2 separate regions of the Triticum aestivum genome follow, and region 1 is linked to region 2. Evidence: chromatin contacts called from public Hi-C data. All regions are on one chromosome and are shown on one strand. Each heading gives the region's core, a stretch centred on a gene start, on an enhancer-like site or on the middle of the called end of the contact. The rest is flanking DNA. Distances are from core to core; before and after follow the strand shown. Region 1 holds the start of LOC123187935. Region 2 holds the start of LOC123187932 (folate synthesis bifunctional protein, mitochondrial).

The links. Hi-C and Micro-C count contacts between places; a contact is called where the count stands out from the background.
Region 1: a Hi-C map of leaf shows a contact between it and region 2, with 3 times the contacts expected there. The contact joins the promoter of LOC123187935 here to the promoter of LOC123187932 in region 2. A contact is called at or near these places in 3 of 5 Hi-C or Micro-C datasets (all in leaf).

Annotation. Positions count from the first base shown.
Region 1 is chr2A:123,937,729-123,941,941 of IWGSC CS RefSeq v2.1, forward strand. LOC123187935 reads right to left here and starts at 1,397. Exons shown (of 7, transcript XM_044599942.1): 1 at 1,253-1,397. It overlaps LOC123191582 (probable trehalose-phosphate phosphatase 5), which reads right to left. Exons shown (of 15, transcript XM_044604259.1): 13 at 2,363-2,512; 14 at 2,179-2,268; 15 at 2,035-2,091. The coding sequence ends at 2,035.
Region 2 is chr2A:123,727,406-123,731,131 of IWGSC CS RefSeq v2.1, forward strand. LOC123187932 (folate synthesis bifunctional protein, mitochondrial) reads right to left here and starts at 1,266. Exons shown (of 17, transcript XM_044599934.1): 1 at 1,017-1,266. The coding sequence starts at 1,137.

The DNA.
Region 1 (4,213 bases), core at 147-2,646, 210 kb after region 2:
AAGACAACTTGACATCTCACTACATGGCAATTGAATGTGCTATACTGTACAACATTTGCAATCTGGACACGTGACAGATAATTTCTAACAACTATTTAAGATGGACCCAGTATCCAGTATTGGATCCATCTCCTATGCTCATTCTCTGAGCTCTTACAGTAAAGCACATTCAAATGAGCTATGTTTTTAAAGCGTCCCTAAGGCGACGCCTAGGCGACGCCTAGGCGTCGAAGCGCTCCCCCTCCGCTTTGGAAAATCGACCGCTTTGGGCGCCTAGGCGTCCAAAGCGCCCGCCTAGGCGTCGCCTAGGCGCCAAAGCGCCCCCCCCTCCCTAAGGCGGTAAGGCGTCGCCTTAAAAACATAGCAAATGAGCATAGGAGATGGATCCAATATTCACTCCTGATACAGTGATTTCAGCTCATAAAAAGCAGAATAATTTGGCAGGAGATAATATATGCAAGTGTTTGAGGAATTTGTTGCAGCTGTGGGCGAGCCTGGGACATGTGATCAAGATGCAGTTTCAGGTGTGGCTGACATGACAGATGCAATGCAAGGTGCAAACAGGAGATAGTGCTGCAGCAAAATCAGCATCAAGGTTGATGAAGGAATCCCCAAATTGAAGCAGTCATGCAGAGGCAGACTTGATGTGAGGCTTGGGGTTTGGGGAGGGTACCCTTAACTCAAAATTCATCCGATAAGCAAGTAAATGGGCCAACGATTTGAGTAGTCCTATCCTAAAGAAATACGATGCTTTGCCCTCTCGGTCATCAATTAGAGACAAAAAAGGAGAAATAACTAGCAGCTCAATCAGATCTGAGGCTTGCTCTTCCCTAGCTCTAGCCTCTAGGTCATCAATCTGTTAACTAAGCATGTAATACTACTGCCACCAATGTAGCACAATGATTTTCTTCAGACCTTTTTTGTTTCAAATAACTTGCTTCTACTTGCTGGGTGCCACCCTGCCAACTCCCAATGATGACAAGCAGGGCACTCCAATTTAATAACCAATTGTAATGCGTGAGCTGGAGGAGCCAATGGATATTCAACCCTAGCTGCTAAGGCAAATTGGGTCGGTAGATAATACATGAGATAATGAGAGGACGAAATAACAGAGTCAATACGCAATATATACGCAATAACAGGCTACTCTTAAGTCTTAACCCTAGGTTGGGCAGGGGCAGTGGACGCGCGCGCATCCACACGCGAAGGGAGGGCGACGGCCGACGGAGAAACCGAGGAAGGCGAGGCCTACCTCAATCTGATGCGGTGCGTCGGAGAGAGGTGGGCGTTGCGGCGGCGGAGGAGTCCAACTTGCGGCGGACCGGGCAGAGCGTGTCGCCGTGTCGCTCGGGAGGAAGAGGGACGCCGCTGACCGCTTGGCACGGAGAGAGAGGGAGGAGAGGAAAATAAAAGATGCTCCTAGGAAAATTACTTCCAAACGGATCGAGAGCCCAACAGCCCCTAAGGTTGGAAATCGGCCCGCAACGCTGATCGTTTCCTCTGGACGGCCCATTAGCTCTCGGCCATTCCTACGTTTTTTTCACCGGTTCGCCTCGTTGACTCGTACGGATCGTTTCCTCTAGATAGCGGCGGCGGCGCCCCCTCCCCATCCGGCGTTTCTCTCCCTTCCCCTAAAAACTCCGTCGATCCCTCCGGCGAAGTCCTCTCCCGCTTTCCTACATCCGGTCTCCTCTGACCACCCTTGTGCTGGACATCCTACTCCAAAAAAAAAGGCGGTCAGATGCGCCCCTGCTTCGCATGAAGCAATCCAGTACTCCGAATGCCCCTCTGCCAACGGTGCTGCTGACCACGGCGCTTTGTAACGCCCCATTCCAATTTGGTTGCAGGATTTGAAAAAATAGTCACTCCATCACCAGGTATGTACTTACTACAGAAAATATATAGTCAACTTCTCCATCACCAGCTTCAGCAATGTTTTGGTTTTATTTCTTTCATCCTATGTTCGCTTTCGCTAAAATTGGGCGTTCACTTATTTGCGCCGCTCCAAATGGGCTGTTGCAACTTCCAAGGAATTCAAACTTGGTCCTGTTCTCTCCTCCAGCGCACCAGCTTCTCTAGGAACTCTTTCACCTGAGAACAATTAAAATTATTTAGCATTCAATTTGTTGGATACAGCTAAAAAGATTGCATGCATACTCGTGAGCCTAGATTCATTACCTCACTGGGGTTCTTTAGAGAGTACTCAGCTGCAGTCCTCTTGCGCCACTTGCAGACGCGGATCCCAAATCCACCCTCCTCAGAAAGCACCTGAATGCAACAAAGTAGATTTTTTTTCTTCTTCCAAATGAAGCTTTAAATCCATTAGGTCTCACTGTTCAGATGATGTTCTGAAGTTTTTTACCTTAAAAGCGTCTTCATCGGTCTTATCATCACCAATATAGATTGGTAAGATCCGAGAGCTGTCCCAGCTATGTTTGTTGGTGAGCTGCTGGAGGAGATACTTGACGGCGTCTCCCTTGTCGAATTTCGCCCCTGGACGAACCTCTCGAACCTATAGAAAATGTTATAACATTCAAACCTGATTAAATATTCAAAGAAACTGAATAAATACACAACATTTAGGACTAAGGTAATACAAAACTACAAGTATAGGGATTTTAACTAATACCCGCCAGTCTAGGACTAAGTATAGTAACAAAAAAGCACACAACTGCTCCAATTGGCCACTTAATGATAAACATGACGTGTGGGTCCTGGGAGTCACAGAAAAATGATTTTTTTTTAAATCTGTATAGTTCTTCTAAGATTAAGCCAACTTGACTGATTTTTTTTTAAAAAATTCAAAAATACCTTTAAAAGCCAGTAATTCAGTCCATCTTGTATAATCAACCTGGGAAATTTTTTGCCCATTTTGCCCAACCGTTTAAAGTTTATACAGTTTGGTAAGACTCGACCAAACTTGTTTCAAACATTCAAAGTTTTCAAAATTATCGAAAAAAATTCCAGTAACTCAATACATCTTTAATGATAAATTTGGGAATGTTTCGGCCTATTTTGCTTAGTCGTTTTTAAATCTGTAAAATTTTCATAAGATTGGCCAATTTTGGTTACGCAAAATCCTTAAAAAAATCCAGTAATTCTATGCATCTCCAATGATAAATGTGGCAAATTTGCAGCCCGTTTTGCCTAGCCGTTTTAAAGGCCGGACAGTTCGAGATTCAGCCAAATTTCATTCAAAAAACAAATTGTTCAAAATGGTCTGGAAAATTTCATTTAATTCAATACATATTCAATAATCAATCTGGAAACGTTTTAGCCCTTTGGCAAGCTGTTTTAGAGTTTGGACAATTTTTGCAAGATTCAGCCAAATTTGTTTCAAAATGTCAAAGTTTTCAAATAAATCAGGAAAAATTCCATAAAGTCAATACATATTCAGTGATTAGTCTGGGAAAATTTCAGCCCTTGTTTCCTAGCTGTTCTAATTGTTGGACAATTTTTTGTAAGATTCACCCAATTTGGTTCGAAATTTTGAAGTCCTAAAAAGTCTGGAAAAATTCCAGTGGTTGGAGTTATTTTCTCTCATAATTTTGGGAAATTTAGAGCCCATTTTCCCCATCTGTTTTAAAGTTTAGGCGGTTTTGTAAGATCCGGCCAAGTTTTGTTTAAAAATTCAAGTTTGCAAAGAAATCTGGAAAAAGTTCAACCAGTTGGAGTTATTTCTCTCATCATTCTGGGAAATCTTCAGCACATTTACAAAAGCCATTTATGGCAGAATAAAAATCCAAGTTTGAATATTGTGTGTATGCAAGTCCATCTTAATCAACTATTTTGGTCAAGTGTTGCACTACATTCATGTAGAACACACATGCATAGAGCGAGATTACAAATAGTCAACATAACCTAGGACAAGTTTTTCTAGTTGAATACACCAAATAATTCAACATAACCTAGGACAAGTTTTTTAGCCAAAATACACCAAATAGTTCGGCATAATACGGGACAAGCTCCTCAGGGAAGAGAAGTGGGGGCAGTTGTCGGTACATGTCGTCTTCTCCGACGCTAGCGCGGTAGCCCCTACGGTCTCTAGTGCACGGGAACGTGCCTATGCCTGAGTGGTGGAGGGATCGAGAGGGGATAGACATCGGGGGTTGGGCCGGTTAGGAGGTCGGGGAGAATGTTGGTATCAAGGAGCTCTAATATGCGCTTTGTTTGAGTTGGAGACCAGGTTCGACTCATATCGTGTCGGCTCAAG
Region 2 (3,726 bases), core at 16-2,515:
CATTCCTGCATGCTGGAATTGGTCACTAAAGATTTTGTAAACACTGATAGTTTTATATAGTACGTTTCAGAATCATACTTAACTTGTCTTACTTCCAAATTGGAAAATAATACTGTACTTAACTTGTCTGTACCATCGACGATTTCGAAGTTGACTTTTGCAAATAAGTAGTCATGTCTAACAAGGTATCCCCATTATTCTGTAACCAAATGTTCATCAAGACTAGTTTGATTCTCGAACCAAATGAAATATTAATAGAACCAAGAGCTGGGTTATTTTGGCAATCACACAAACATTTTTTTCGGACTAGCAGCTGTCTGCAACCCCGCACAAAACCAGGCATAAAAGAACAAATGAACTAATTTTTCAGAAACTCTCTGCTGAAGTCAGACATCTAGGTGGATAAAACCAAGAAATCTAGAACTTGCCACAAATTTAGCATCACCACTAGGAAAATATTATAATTAAGGAAAATTATAACTTCTGAAAACTCTGCTATTTGTTCGTCCCAAACTGCAACAACCCTAAAATTCCCACCAAGAAAGGATAAAAAAAGGCAGCAGGAACAAACGAAGAGCTAAAGAAAGTAAGAAACATCTTTACTTGGTTTGGTTAACTGACAACCAAGGAAAATGTTTATGGGATGCCAATGAACAAAGCAGAGCTCCAAATTGACCAAAAGCATAAAGCAAGGACGGGTCGAATGAGACCGTTGGGTCCATGAATCTTCCAGCTTCCTCTCCTGAGCCGAAACGCATCTTCTTAGCACAATGGTTTCCTGTTTCCATCTAAACCTAAAATTTCAGGAATCCAGGAATGGGTACCGAAAGCGGCCTATCTGCACTGAGGTGAACCGACCAAAGCAGGGGGGAAGGAGGAACCAAGAACACAGATTTTCCCCCATCCGTTGCTACTCAGTCAAGCTAAGAAATGCATTGTTTGTTGGTTTTCCGAAGTAAAATCAAACCAAAAGAAAAGAAAATTGAGTACAAGAAGTAATAATACAACTCGCTTACCATCGTTGGAGTCGGTGTTGGCATGAGCCCCCAAGGAGGCGGTGGCCAAGAACAGCAGCGCCGCTCCAATGGCCGCAGCTCCTCTCCCCCTCATCTTGGTCGTGGCCGTGGTCGTGGTCATGGCTGCCGCGTTGGTCACTGCAGCACCCGTCTGGCCGTCTGCACTCTGCAGGCAGGCTCTGAGACTGGGAACACAGCAGCACCGCTGCAACGCCCAATAACTTATGCTCCGGAAAAAGGTCTCTTTTGCGCCCACTGCTTTTGTTTACTTGGTAGTATTACTTTTTCTTTTTTCTCGGTACTGACATGTCCTTTTTTTCCCCAGTGGATTGTGTATTTGTCAGGAAGCTAGAATTAGGGAGAAGGGGGAGGGCTTTAAGAAGTGCACTTCGCACGCTGAGAAACCCCTCGGAAAGGGCAAAAACTAATTATCCCTTCACGAGCAGTGTCATCTTTTGCAGCCCTCACTTTGGGACTGAGGCAAGATTTTTGCGCAATCCGGTTGTATCAGCTTGATAAGACGACTGAACGAAGATATTGTTTTATCAAAGGAAAAGATGTTTGCGGTGCCTGTCTATAGCTTTTACCTTCTTTTCAATCGAGAATATGCAAAGTTTGCGTATCAAGAGCTCTGGCCTTCCACTGAAATGGGATTTATTGCTGAGAAACCCCTCGGAAATGACAAAAACTAATTATCCTTTCACGAGCAGCGTCACTTTTTGCAGCGACATTTTGGGAGTGAAGCAAGATTTTTTGCGCAGGCCGGTTGTATCAGCTTGATAAGATGATTGGACGAAAATATCATTTGTCAAAGGAAATAATGTTTGCGGTGTCTTTCTATGAGAATATCAAAGCTTGCATATCATTTTCATTGATAGAGCGATTTGGCCTTCCAATGAAATGGGATTTATGGCGCGTATATATTGTTTTGAATAAGTGAAATACTGAAATCCCCCAGTGAGCTGCTCGACGACGAGTGCTTACAGTGGGTTTCCCAAAGATGCGCTGAACTCGCTTTCCCCTTTCTAGTTTCCTTCTGAACCTTTGGTGAAAACGTATGTATTTCCATTATGAAAAGTAATGGAAAAGGATTATGCCTGGTTCAAAAAAAAGTGAAATACTGAAATCAAGAATGAATCCTTGTATTCAAATACCGAAAGCTTAACAATACTACAAACGAAGATTTGGGGCAAAGGGCCATTCAGAAGTTTTATACTGTATCAGGAAGATGGCCACTTGAGCTGATGCGTGTCCTTGCGGGAGAAAGTGGTATGTATGCGCAATGACACGTTGAAGAGGTGAGTGGAAGATGTTGCGGTCACTTCTTTTGTGGTGTTGCGCGTCGTGGCTCCCATGCCATGCCGCCGGGAACGTTGCCGTCCGTGCGGTCGCTTTTGCTGATTGGCAATCAATTATACTGATACAGTTGCTCGCATGCGTGTGCAGAGTGCTCCTTCATTTTTTCTGGCTGGTTTCATCATGGCCACAGTACGTAGTAACTTCCAATTCCCTGCCGTTCTCCTTGGAAAGAGGTCCAAAGGGATCCAAAGATGCTTCAGGAACAGGCACTAATTTTGATGCAGTCAGTTTTTCGAGTTGTTTATGACGCAGAAACTTCACATGAAATCAAATAATTCGTTATCTTTCTTTTCTTTTGCAGGGATGGAATGGAACCATTTGTTTGCTCTGACTTTTCCGTAAAAGTAGGCGCATGTTGTTCTCAGCGTGATTGCACCGTGCCATGATGATGGAGCATGATTACAGTATCCTTCCCGAGCATCGCTTTTCTTCCTTTTCAACATTTTTTTATCCTCGCCTTTCTTTTACATGAATATTCGCCTTTTCTGTCCAAGTGTCTAGCGTCCAGTGCTATCCGGTTAGGCGAATAATTTGGCTGCTGACCGCAGCTTCTCCGTGACATCGGGCGTCGTAACAGGTGGCCAAACCTTAGCATGTCACAAAACACTACGCTGCGCCCATAACCTCGTCGTTTTCGCGAGCTGTTTTCGAGCTGAGACGGACGGCTTCTCGTCGCATCGGTCAGTAATACGTACTGTAGGTACCAAGTGCATTACTATGTGGCAACTAAACAAACGTGTAACTGTCTCTGCTGGCCGACATGCGTATAGTTTAGCAGCAACGTGGACGTTTTTTACGTTATGCAGCACTGTTCTTCGGAGTGGCTACGTCTGCCGAGAAAAAGAAGAGGCGGTGCTAGAGATTTCATTTCGCTCCTGGCGGTGGTGGCATAGTAGTATTATTTAGTTCTCTATATGCTTCGTCAGCAAGTTCAAGTTGGTTGCTTAACCGAATGGTCGGGGAATCGGCTGTTTGACGTCGCCTGCGCGATTTGGTTGCACCTGACCTGTTAATTGTTCGGGCAGGCCAACGAACTGCGGCGCTGAAGCAAAGGAAAAATAACAGGGCCCGTCCAACTCAACTCCGATTGTTGGGTGTACCTCCGGACTGTGATCCTGGATGGCTTGTGCGTGATCCTAACCACCCTCGCCTTGGCTTTGGGACAGAGTGGTCGGAGAAGTTTGTTTGTTGTAGCAGACGAGGGGGAAGAAGAATGACCAAGTTAGACCACCAACCAACCAAGAACCACACTGACGCCAAGAACAGTGAAGGAAAGCGAAAGCAGTCTGCTTCATGCCAATCTCTCTCTAGGAGACTAGGACTGTACCCACACAGAGACAGAGGTGGGCAT